Linked DNA regions of Sus scrofa: region 2 is linked to region 1. Evidence: chromatin contacts called from public Hi-C data. All regions are on one chromosome and are shown on one strand. The core of a region is the stretch at or near the end of the contact, and the rest is flanking DNA. Distances in the headings are between cores, read along the strand shown. Region 1 overlaps CMSS1 (protein CMSS1). Region 2 overlaps CMSS1 (protein CMSS1).

Region 1 (6,225 bases), core at 1,591-4,090:
ACAACCTAAATTGCTCCAATGAGTTCCATGTAAAAAACCTGTTCAGTTGTACTTTGAATCCTTAGGTCTTCCTCCACAAATATGTGGCCTGAAATCAAGCTTCACAACTATACAGAAAAATCTGTCAGAGTCGTTTCTTTAAAAATTCATTACTTAGCGTTCCTACTGTGGCTTAGTGGGTTAAGGACCCATGTCGTTTCAATGAAAATATGGGTTCAATCCTTGGCCTTGCTCAGCGGGTTAAGGATCTGGCATTGCCACAAGCTGTGGCTTAGATCTGGTGTTGCCATGACTGTGGTGTAAGCCCAGCAGCTCCAATTCGATTCCTGACCCGGGAACTTCCATATGCCACAGGTGCGGCCGTAAAAAGGAAAAAAAAAAAGGCATTACTTAAAAAAGACATGGAGTACAAACTAGTTGACAAGGTCCCTTTAGTATCCTATGCAAACCAAGAACAGGAGGTTTCTGATCAACAGAAGAGTCTCCATTAAATACAGACGTCCATGTTTCACTCATTGAAGATCAAAAACCATGGCAATTCAGTGGGACGGCAGGCAGTGTTTAGCTTTGTGACTACCATTTCTAGGGAAAATATGCAAATATACACTTTTAAATGACCCAGTGTCTACAGGAAAGCCAGGAACATAATTAAAATACATATTATAAAGGTAAAAAGTAAGACATAATACACACATATAGCCCACAGTAGGAAGACAATTATGCTTTACAAATGCTTGGTAAAAAATTAAAAGAAAATACAATACATGGGCTTGTTAAATGTCTTTTTTATTTTTCTGCATTTTCCAAATTATGACATGGGCACTGAACTATTTTTATTTTTTTAATTTAAAAAAACTTTAAAAATTTTTTTTGTCTTTTCTAGGGCTGCACCCGCGGCACATGGAGGTTCCTAGGCTAGGGGTCTAATCGGAGCTGTAGCGCTGGCCTACGCCAGAGCCACAGCAACATGGGATCCGAGCCGCATCTGTGACCTACACCAAGCTCACGGAAACGCTGGATCCTTAACCCACTGAGCGAGGCCAGGGATTGAACCCGAAACCTCATGGTTCCTAGTTGGGTTCGTTAACCACTGCGCGAGGACAGGAACTCCGTGAACTACTTTTAAATTAATTTTTAAAACCACAAAAATAGCATTCACTTTAATGTTAATAAAGGGTTTCCCGTCCCCTAATATCACCACTGCCACTGTTGCTGTAATTTGCCTGAGCTAATTTTCAAAGGGTATTGGTCCTTTTCTAAAAGCAAAGTCAGCTGAAGTAAGAATAGGACTAGTTGAAGAGCCTCTGGAAACTTCGAGGGCTATGGAGGCCTGGCCAGGAGATCTGGGCTACAGAAAAGAGTGAGATGGTCTATATATAAATTCAAGTTCACTGCAGCTCATTAACTGCTCGTATAAAGCCCTCAGTACACAGTGTAAGTGCTATGCTGGGTGGTGATGAGGTATATTTTGTGTGCGCATTTATGTGTACAGAGCTAGGCAGATACCACCTGAAGAACAGAAAAAAAGAGTGAATGAAAGAGGCTGGTCAGAAAACTGATCATCCCTGGCACAGAGAGAAGCTGCTTTCACCCACAGACTTTCCTTTTGGCTCCATGTTCCACAGTTGCTCAGTCCTTTCAGCTTTCCTCCTACATTCTGTGGCAGCAAAAAAGAGACCAGCACTACCTCCATGGCAGGTTTACCCAAGTTCAGAGGCAAAGCCATTTTGCAAGAAGGCTGCCCATGAGGCGTTAGAATGTTCTGTCAGGTGGAATACCTTAGCACCTTTAAAGGCTCACACTCTGGTTAATCCAACTGTAGCCTAATACAGTGCAGGACCACAGCATTCTGCCACTTTTTACATTACCCTGGATCTGTCCTGACTGACTCCGTTCAGCTTTTCATAACAGGGCCATGCCCACAATAACAATTGTTGGGGTTTTGTTGCATGTTACAGTGTTTCCACATATACTCTTTTACAGAGGCAAAGGGGCAAGTGTGTCATTCAAAGTTAGCTTTATCATCCTAAAGTTTGAAGCAGAGCTTCCAGAGAGCGGTGCATATCGCTCTTAACTTGAGGAAAGAACTAGTAGTGCAAATTGTGGGCAGCTGAAGGAAAAGTTCAGCTAATTATGAATAATGCTTCTCTGGTGCTTATTTAGATAACTAAAAGATTTCACTGTCACAAGAAGAAACAAAGATGGGGAGACAGGACAAGAAAGAAAATAAGAGCAGTCACTTCACAAAGAGAAACTGGCTCTGACATGCTTAGTAATATGTTAATAGTATTTTAAAACAGTTAAATAATGATGACATTGTGGACATTATTAATAACACCTGTTGCTGTGGTCACTGCAATAACCTCCGGGCTATTAGCATGAACCATGGGAAATTGCTGACATTCAACTGTTTTTGACTAACAAAACTGACATCATATAGTTCAATCAAATTGGTACATCCTAGTTTCCAAGCTTGTCACCTACAAATCCTCCTTTCACACTGGAAAACAATTAGCTTGGTAGAAAAATTCCTTTGTACCATTTCCAAATGCCAAAGCTAACTTTTTAGATCTAATTTTTAGATAATAAATTCAGATTACTAACTGTAGAAAGGACTTTAATTTGTAGGTATAATCATTTGTAGGAAATTCCTGATGATAAATTTGGAGGAGTCACATAGCAATTGGACAGTAAAATTTTCAGTGGAAAAGTAAAATTTCCTCAGCCAGGACTGAGGCGCAATGGTCATTAACTCTATTCTTCTCACAATAAATATATGTCAGGGCTAAGAGAACAAAAATTACATCACAAAGAGGATGTTGTAAGAAGAGGGAAAGAGATAAATGTCTGTCGACTCATTGACTCATGTGGCCAATGCTGCACAATGCCAATGGCTGGCTAGAGTGCGCAATAAAAGACACAGGGTATCCTTGTATCAGTTTGATAAAGACCCCTTCTTCAAGACCCTTGATTTTTATATGCTGGAAAACTGTTATAATACTCTAACTTTAATAGAACATGTTGCCAACATCCTCAAGAGAACTATCTTAGTAAGTATGTTAATTCACAATGTCTCCAATGTAAAACAACACTCCCAAGGGTTATTTAGTGCACAATCAGGGTGGCTCTGGTATGTGGCCTCCAAAGAGGCCGAGTCTTAGTTTTTTCCCAGTTCTACATCTAGTCTGGAAAATAAAGATAGAAACTTCTCAGTTAAATCAACACGTCTTAACAACACCTCTGAGAGATTCTGAGCAAATCCTCAAGACTAAGGCTGTATATAACACTGGTTCAAATCTCTGCTTTCTTTACTAGCAGTGTGAACTTGGTCAAGCAATTTTACCCTTCCAAATGGATCTCCTCATCTGAAAAGTATGGCTAATACTACCTCAAAATGTGTTGGACAGATTAAATGATGGAGTGCATGTAGAGCACTAAGCATAGTGACTGGTATGAACTAAAAACTCAACAAATGAGAGTTATTCTTGGTTCCTAACGACAGTGGTCACATACCACAACCTCAGCTGGAACACTGAGTTATAGCTGGGTCAGTACCAGTGCTTCAGGGAGTAACATAGCACAGGCAAGGAACACAGGAGTAGGGTCCTAATCTTTTCTCTTGTTTCAAGAGAAGTCTTTTACCCATTTAACTTCTCTAGTCTTCAGTTATTTCAGCTAAAGAAAAGGTGGAAATAATACTAACATATTTTATATGGAAATTGGGAGGTCAGAAACATGAACATCAATGCAAAGCATGAGTACAAAAATTTAAGAAAGATATAAAAATGTAGCATCAAATGTTAGGAAGCTTCTGTATCCATCAGAGGGTAAAGGAGGCAGAACAACTTATAAAATGCTAGTTTTGGGTAGAGGTACTTTATGTTACTAGTTTGGAGCTGAGATTCAGGTATTTAGGCTTTATGCAACTTTCATGACAGCCATTTTACCTCATGTGAAATAAATCAAATCTAGCATAAAAATCTCAAAGGATGTTTAGTACGTACAAGCTAAGCACAGAAGACTAAAAAGACTGAAACACCTCACAAGTATAAAGAGTAACACTTAAAATTAACAAACCAACATCTAAAATGTTAATACAAAACTTCAAATATTAAACTTTGAGTTCGGCTGAAGGATATGGTCAATCACTTCTCTTGAAACAATATATATGAAGAGCAGGTGTTAGTTTAATAGACTTCTTAGTACACAGGTAGAGTGATCTAGAACTGTCAAATTGAGCCCACATTCTATTACAGATGACACATATTTATTTTTGTGCCCTGCATCTTTCCTCCACACCATTTTCACTAACTGTAAATTCTCTGTAACAAGCTTTTCTCCACTCCACACTAAAGAAGCATGCTGACTATTTTCATTATTTCTGTTTGACAAAACATATGGAAACAATAATTCTATAGACATATGTACATCATAATAGGAAGCAATCCTATTTTAATGTAATTTTAAAAATTAAATAGACTCAAGTTATTTAAACTACTCAGTTTATTTGAAGCTCCCAAATGAGGCAGCCATGTCTCTAATTTATTTAGCAGATTCAGAGTTTGGCTAGGACTTTAGAGATTCTTGTATTGATGTGCAAAGCAATTAGGAGGCTGATTCTCATTGACCATAAAAAGGATTTACACACGTAAATCTGCCCCAGAGTAAAGGGTAACAGGCTTAATTCAGTCATATTTGGTCAGTTTCTTTTTTCTTCTCATGTCTTTATTTTATTTTGTGTGGTGGTAGAAGAAAACAAATGGATTAAAATAGTTCTAAAGTTCTATTTTTAAACTTTGTCTTGAAAGTACAGCACAAAGCATTTAACTTCTTTAATATTTTCCCTGCCAAATAAACTAATTAGTTTTAACTACTTTCGTTAAAACATAGGCATGCAGAAATGAGGAAGGAGGAGGTTCTTTCAGGAAAAACACTGAAAAAAAAAAAAAAGATTTCATCTGGCCTTCCCATCATTACTTGAAGAATTGTTTGGTAGTTACATCATCAGGAAATAAAATACTATCCTCTGAGGACCCCTACTCTTTACAAAGAGGAAAGAGGTTTGAAGTCTAAATCACTCCCGAAGATGGAGAGAGAGAGAGAGAGGGAAGGGGTGGGGGTTAAGCTGACTTCTGGTTTTCTTTCTCTCCCCCCACCACCCCGCCTTCCCCGCAACCAAAAAACAAACAAAAAGCAAAATAACAAAAATGTATTTACAAAAGCTTAATTAAGAGTAACAGGATGTGTATTTAAGAGTCCCACGCAATAACATAAGCTCTAGAACCCCAGAGGGGGAAGAATTACAAGCAGATCGACCATGACCCTCGAAGACTCGATTAGCCCAGTAGGAGGGCGCCAGCGTCCGCCGCCCATTCCCCTCCACAGGGAGCCGGGACCGACGGTCTGTTCACACGGTCACAACATCGGCGGAGCCGGAGCGCGCTGCAGCGCCGCCGCCGCGGGTCTGGCTGTCACCAGCGCCCCCGCCGCCCGCGCCGCACACGCGGAGTGCCTTATAAGGCAGCGCAGTGACGTAACGCCCATAGGCTGGGCGCGCTCGGCGCCCCGCTCGCATTGTTCGGGCGACTCCCGGAGCGCGCACAGCCCGCTCACTGAGACGAGCGACTGCGGCCCCCGCCCGGCCCCGGCGCAGGCGACTCAGGTAAGCCCGGGAGAGCCCCTCTGCTCCAGCAAGGGGATTGCTGTCTGAGAGCCAGGCAGTCTGTAGGTGGCTTTTAAAGTTATGCATCATGAACTGCAGACAGGTTTCGAAAAGCGCGTCCAATGAACTCTAGGTTCGAAACCCTTTCCAACTCACACAGAACTTAAAAAGTTTTCTCCAACGGAGAAAACGTTTGGGATTTAATTTTTAATATAGAAGGGTGAATGTAACCAAGTGAGCTACACTTTGTATCCCGCCTGTATTGAGAAATCTTTGGGGAACGGGTTGGGGGGGCATATTAAAATGCAACAATCTCCTGATCTTATCTCTCCTAGGATTCAGACTCCTTTAAAGTTTTGCAAGAGCAGAGTGTGAAACACTACCACAAAGTAGTGGATTTGTTTCCCACCCAGTGTACTCCCTCTTTTGTAAATCTTCATAAAAAAGACTAGAAAACCCCTGTTAGGAATACATCTTGTAATTAAGATGAATCGAACTTAAAAAGTAAAGCACTTTTTAAGCTTCAAAAAAAAAAAAAAATCCTACAAACGTTATTCTGTCTT
Region 2 (6,247 bases), core at 1,362-3,861, 46 kb after region 1:
CTAGCTAACTCATCAGTGCCTTGGAAAATGGTTCAGTCACTGTGTTTTGTTCAAGTACTGGAAAGAAATGCCCCCTTAGAGGGCTGCTCTGAGAACTAGTAACACTTATCAGTTAATAAGACAGGCAGTATTATAGAGGGGGTGTGGGCACAGGATAGGGCCCATCAAAACTCACCTCTCAGGCTCTGGGAAAAGGTACAGAAGTACAGATAGTGGGAGAAGAAAAAAGTGGCAGGTGAGGAGGAATTAAATTTTCTCCCTAGGCTGTCTCAGCTACTTGAATGGTATCAACAATTTTTCTATAACGATTCTCAAAGCAACATCTCCAAGCTTTCAATGCCCACCAAACCCTTCCATATAGAAGGTCCAATTACACTTCAAACTTGGCATGGGCCCCACTCCTCAGCACACTGTCACCTTTGGATTGCTCTTTGTCTAACTTCTGGTAAGGTCCACCGCCTTCCCTGTCACCCAGGTTCAACAACTGGGTGCCATTCTCCACTTTTCTGCTCATCCCCCAGATCCAATCAGCCACTCTGCCTATTTCTTCCTCTGCCCTCCCCCTTTCATTTGTGCAACAACTCCCCAAATCCAGACCTCAGTACAGATGCTACTAAGATAGTTAATCTACTACACTTAACCCCTCAACTCTTTACTTTTGTTGCTGGTGATCCTTCTACAACACTGTCCTGATTATGGCAATCCTCTAGTCCCTCCCTTCAAAATAGCACTTCTCCCAGGCCTCCATAGCTCACCTCATCTCCCTTTGAAACTCTGGACATAATCTGCACACTCATCAGAATATAGTATTGACCATCCTCCCATATTCCTCCCACATACCATCAGGCCTTCTAACACTGTACCTTTGTTCATGCTGTTCCTATGGCTGTAATGTTCTTCTCTCTTTGTTCCTTGTATTGAAATCTGACTCCTATCTCAAGTGCCAACTCTTCCAGAAAACTATTTTTCTCAATCTTCCTCTGAGTTTCCAAAACACCTTTGTTCGTACCTTTATTATAGCACTTCATTTTGCCTCTTGTTATAATTACTTGTTACCCCTCTTATATTATAATCTCTTGAGAGCAAGAATCAGCTATCATTTACTTTCTTTTTAAAAAAACTTAAATTTTAAATTTATTTTTTCCCTTTTTAGCCATCCCATGGCATATGGAGTTCCTGGGCCAGGGATCAGATTTGAGCTGCAGTTGTGATGTGATCCCACTGTTCCAGGCCAGGGGTCAAACCTGTACCCTGGCTCTGCAGAGATACTGCAGATCCTGTTGTGCCATAGTGGGAACTCCTATCATTTACTTTTGAAACTTTCTATCAATGTTTCTCAAACTGCAGTCACTGATCACCTTTAGCAGAATTACCTAAGACTCCACAGATTTCCACATACCCAGATTTATGAACTCCAGTGCAGGGAATCTGCATCTTAATAAGCAGTCTGAGTCATTCTTGGGCTTATAAAATTTAAGAACCACTGTTCTGCATTATCAAGACCTAAATACTGCTGGTAGCAGGTGCTCAATAAAGATGAGCAGGTCTCACAACACACCTGGGTGGTCACAGCTGCATTTGTTCTTTTCACAGAATCACTGAATGTCAGGGTCAAAGGACTTCATAGCTGGTATAACTCCTTCATTTTTTGAACAACTAAAAGATAGGAAAAGACACAAAAGAGTAGAAAATAATGTTCTCAGGTGAACTCTAAAAAGGAAAAGCTCATAACGAATAGACTAAGTAGGATAAAGAGGGAAAAGGATGTGTGAAGGGGTTCTTTTCTGGGCTAGATGTGATTAGAAACACAGCCCCAGTGGTTAGCTGCCACAATTGCTATGCTTAGCAACATGTCTCCAATAATTAACTGGAGAGATGGGAGAACAAAGGATAAAGCGGAAAAAAAAAAAAAAAAAAAGAAAAGAAAGGTAAAATAACCAAAGAAGGTAAGTTATGATTGTGATTGAGAAATAGGCATCTTAACAGATATAAAGACAAAGACAAAGATAATAACGTTGACATTAATAATAACTAACACTTTGGATGTGCCAGGGACTTTCTTACACAGTATGTCTACCCATTGGAGAAGTCGCAAGTAGGTATTTCAATCCCCAAGTAAGGGTTACAAGATGAGGAAACTAAGGTCTGCACAGGCTAACTGGCCAGCTCAAGAACACACAGCTAGCTGGTGCCAGAACTGGAATGGAGACCGACCCAGGTCTATTCGGCTCTAGCAACTAACCCTAGGCTGCTGTAAGATACAAGCCTGATGAATAACTTTTTAAAATTCACATGGGTACAAATGAAAGAATGAGAAAGAAGGGGAGTGGGTACCAAAACAAAAGAAGAAGAAAAAAAGCTGAGGTGAAAAATCTCATGAATAAATGGGAAGGGGATAAATAAGACAACAAGGTTAGTATATTTTAACATTCTATTTCTACATGTGATGTTCCAAAATAGAAGCACTGAGATTAGGAAGGATTATTGAAAACTGTATTTCAAAGCTTATTCTTGGATTGCCCTCATTGCCCATGGTGTAATTACTACAAAGAGATTGAGAGGTGACTAGTTACAACCACAAACCATGTTACATTAGGAGTTCCCATTGTGACTCAGTGGTAACGAACCCGACTAGTATTCATGACGACTTGGGTTCAATCCCTGGCTTCCCTGAGTGGGTTAAGAGTCTGGTGTTGTCATGAGCTGTGGCGCAGGCCGCAGATGCGACTCAAATCCTGAGTTGCTGTGGCTGTGGCATAGGCCGGCAGCTGCAGCTCTGATTCGACCCCTAGCCTGGGAACATCCATATACAGCCCTAAAAAGAAAAAACAAACAAACAAAAACCAATGAAAAAAACAGGTTACATTATAAAATAAAACCATCAATTTCCTCTAACCTTTCTTCACATAAGAAACTGGCAACTCTTAAATATAAACCATAGCACTTTGGCAGTTCTCTTTAAAACCAAATATCCTCTCACAAGAGGTTAGCTGGAACTACACTAACTACTACTGTAGCTAATCAAACTACAGTTTCCTTTTGAAGGATCCCTTGTCATATAAAACTATAAAATCTTTAGTGATAAAATTTTATCGTATAATGAGGAAGTTCTGAGAAAACGAAGAGAAAAAAGCTGAAGCAGCATATGAAACTCTGGGCTATTTGCCAGATTCATTATCTGTTAGTTTCTTTTTTAAAAAAATAAGTTACCAGTGATTTACCAAACAATACACAAAAGAAGGCAACAATATTTCAAAGATATTTTCATTTCAGTTTAGTATTTCCTCCTTTTCATCATCATATCCATCATCATTACTTATGTACTTTCCCATTAAACAAAGATAAAAACAAAAATACAAAACACTGTCATTCTGATAACACATGGCCTTGACCAAGCATTCCACAGCTGGGTTCCTGAGGGAGTAAGGCAGCCCTGTACCACTCCAATGATCACAAGTGAAAACGACCCAAGGTCTTTGAGAGTCTTGAGCCTTTCAACCTCTAGAGCTAAAGGTGTAATGAGGGGCCTGGCAGTCTCTGGAGTTAGGAACACTCCTGAGTGAATACAGCCTTGTTACACATTATGTTGCCAATACATATCCAAAAAGTTCAAAGCACTTACAAAATTAATTTCATTTAGAGAAAAGGAAACATCCTGACTCCAGCTGTCTAACTAGGATCTGATAGCTTCCCCAAAAATGCTGATTTTTTTTTGGATGTTGGCCCTCCATGATAATGGGAAGGAGCATAAGGATCAAGTAGAAACTGAGTTACAGAATTAAGATTTTGAATAAAAAATTGTTACTTTTTGGTAATTTTTTTTTTGAGGGGAGGGCACTAAAGCTCACTGCCGTCTAATGACTTCCTGGAACCAGGGAGTCTTAAAGATTGCTCAGTTTATTTTAAGAACCTATGGACAAAACAAGCTAACATTTTAAAAATTTAATAACTACTCCTTTTCTTTCTACTGTTCCCTAAATAAAACTAAGGCCTGTGCCTCACTGAACTCAGCATTTTTCAGACCTGCAATCCATTCCAAATCCCAATCTCCATTTTGAACTGAGTTTTAAACATTAAAAAAAAAAAAAAATTCTTTTCTTCTATGAATGAGCTTTCCAACTTGCTAAATATCTTCTAAGACATCTGCTTTCTGATGAAACCCAGGAGCCTCCAACTCTTAGTAGAACATTCACTGTGTGGTCTTAAAAGAGCCATATGCATGGATTCCTCTTGCACCATGCACTCCAAATTTGGATAAAACTTTCTTGAATCTATTTGACATAATGTTCTATAAAAATGTTCCAAGAGATGACACATTTTAAAGCACTATACCTCATTTACTGAAACACGTCCAAGTATAAAATTCATACAAGAAAAAAAGACAGCATCTTTTTTTTTTTTTTTTAAAGATTTTGGAATAACAGTTGTCCTAATATAACCAGCCTTTGCTGCCATCTAGAGGTAAAAACTACAAAGTGAAATCAAGAGTTATCAAGAAAACACAAAATTAATTGCAGCAGCAAAGATGTAGAAACAATGGGAGCCCAGTAACTCTCAGGCAGCTGACTCTACCAATGACCACCATTTCAAGTCATATTGTCTTCGCCAACATATATCAATACAGCTTACAATAAACAAGGCCCGCCAATACTGCGTTCCATACCAATTAGTTTACTGGACAGATTTCAGTTCGTAATAACCTATGGTATTCATATCACACTCCTAGACAATCTGAGTCAGTAGATTCTGAGATGGGATATAGGCACCTGCATTGTTTTAAGCCCCTCAGGTGGTCCTGGTGGGCATGTAAGACCACTGGGCCATGAAACCCTGGCCATCCACAGTGTTGACCCTCCCATATACAGGCAGGTCAGAGTTCCAGGTGAAAAGAAAACTCAACGTTTACATTTAAATGAGGTTTGACTATGGCGGTGTTTATCAAAGTATGTTAGGCTGACCACATGCATCAGATAAATCACCCTGAGGTTTATTAAATATGTGAATTCCTGGATGCCTCCATAGAAAGTGAATATAGATTCTAGAGGAAAAGCCCAGGGATCGACAATTTAAGTAGGCTCCCAACATAGATTTTTGTACACTAAATAGGACAACCAACCTAAATCTTGACAAAGTTAAAGGACATCACTGAAATCTATCTTGGAAAGTGTATTATCAATGCTATGGTTATAAGATCAGCTGACTTGTATTATGATTTCAACTGCAGCTGCTATTCATGGTTTGAAGAATATGGTCGATGTTTACAGAAATGTTCTGGTCTCTGAAGCATTTCCTTTCTTTTTTTATGCCTTAATATAACTTAGTGTTGCTTTTAAAAACTGAATACTTATTACAGAAAGTAGAGAATATAGAAGATATAAGAAAAAAAAAAGCATCTATAACTTTACTAACCAGAGTTAACCACTGATAGCACTGGTGTATTTTTTTTTCTAGTATTTTCTGTTCAAAGATACATAGTTAAAGCAAGTATACAGTTTTAAAGCCTGCTTTTAACATTTCTAATTATTTCCCTATATTTTCAAAAGCATCATTATTTAAAGATAGCATAATATTTTCATGTGATTATAGTATAATTCACTTACTCTATCTGGCTTGTTAGAGTCTTAAACTGTGTCCATTTTTCATTGTTAAAATAATGCTAAAATGAAGAGCCTGAATCTCTGATTCTCTCCTGGCAGGAGAATGATATCGGAGTATCAACATTTCATTTGCTATATTTAGGATTAAGTACCAAAAAAAAAAAAAAAAATCAGTAAGAACACTAAAGCCTCAAAACTCAACTAGTGCCTAGGCATAGAGAAGGCTGACTGTACCAAAAGGAAGCATATTCCCCATATAGTTTAGCCTTAATTGAAGGACTCATATTTTTAGCCAGGGCTGTGTAGTATTTACTTTATTGTACTTTATCAGTACAATAAAATGTGGAAACAAATTTCTATAGAATGAAAAACAACATAAGAAAGGTTTCCATGAAAAGCGATATTACAAATCTATGGTGAACACTACAATGCATTTTTAAAAGATTTCTGTCTTTGAGTTCATAGCAAGAAAAGGATGATGCAATAAAAGAGGAAGTCATCATCACCATCATTGTGGATTATGAGAGAGCTATAGTTATTAGCTGAGACATTGTCCCCATCTCTTTACCAAGGAGTATTCATATTCAAGGAGTGTTCTTCCCAAATAAAAGAAAATAAGAGTGTATTTCTAAGCAAATATGAACTAAATC

The links. A called contact is a pair of places that touch in the nucleus more often than the background predicts.
Region 2: a Hi-C map of alveolar macrophages shows a contact between it and region 1, with 2.3 times the contacts expected there. The contact joins two enhancer-like sites. A contact is called at or near these places in 1 of 5 promoter capture datasets (liver), 3 of 47 Hi-C or Micro-C datasets (alveolar macrophages, embryonic fibroblasts and skeletal muscle) and 2 of 2 datasets of contacts at active chromatin or transcription factors (alveolar macrophages and skeletal muscle).

What each region holds. Positions count from the first base shown.
Region 1 is chr13:159,129,066-159,135,290 of Sscrofa11.1, forward strand. All of the region lies in intron 1 of CMSS1 (protein CMSS1), which reads right to left. The region is part of intron 4 of FILIP1L (filamin A-interacting protein 1-like); the gene reads left to right. Among named protein-coding and RNA genes, the nearest start is that of CMSS1, 60 kb to the right of the region's middle. Within about 2 kb of position 2,841, at least 4 of the 83 cell types and tissues checked have an H3K27ac peak or open chromatin away from gene starts, as enhancers often do. A contact at or near this core is called in alveolar macrophages, where this site is marked.
Region 2 is chr13:159,175,635-159,181,881 of Sscrofa11.1, forward strand. The region is part of intron 1 of CMSS1 (protein CMSS1); the gene reads right to left. All of the region lies in intron 5 of FILIP1L (filamin A-interacting protein 1-like), which reads left to right. Among named protein-coding and RNA genes, the nearest start is that of CMSS1, 13 kb to the right of the region's middle. Within about 2 kb of position 2,612, at least 17 of the 83 cell types and tissues checked have an H3K27ac peak or open chromatin away from gene starts, as enhancers often do. A contact at or near this core is called in alveolar macrophages, where this site is marked.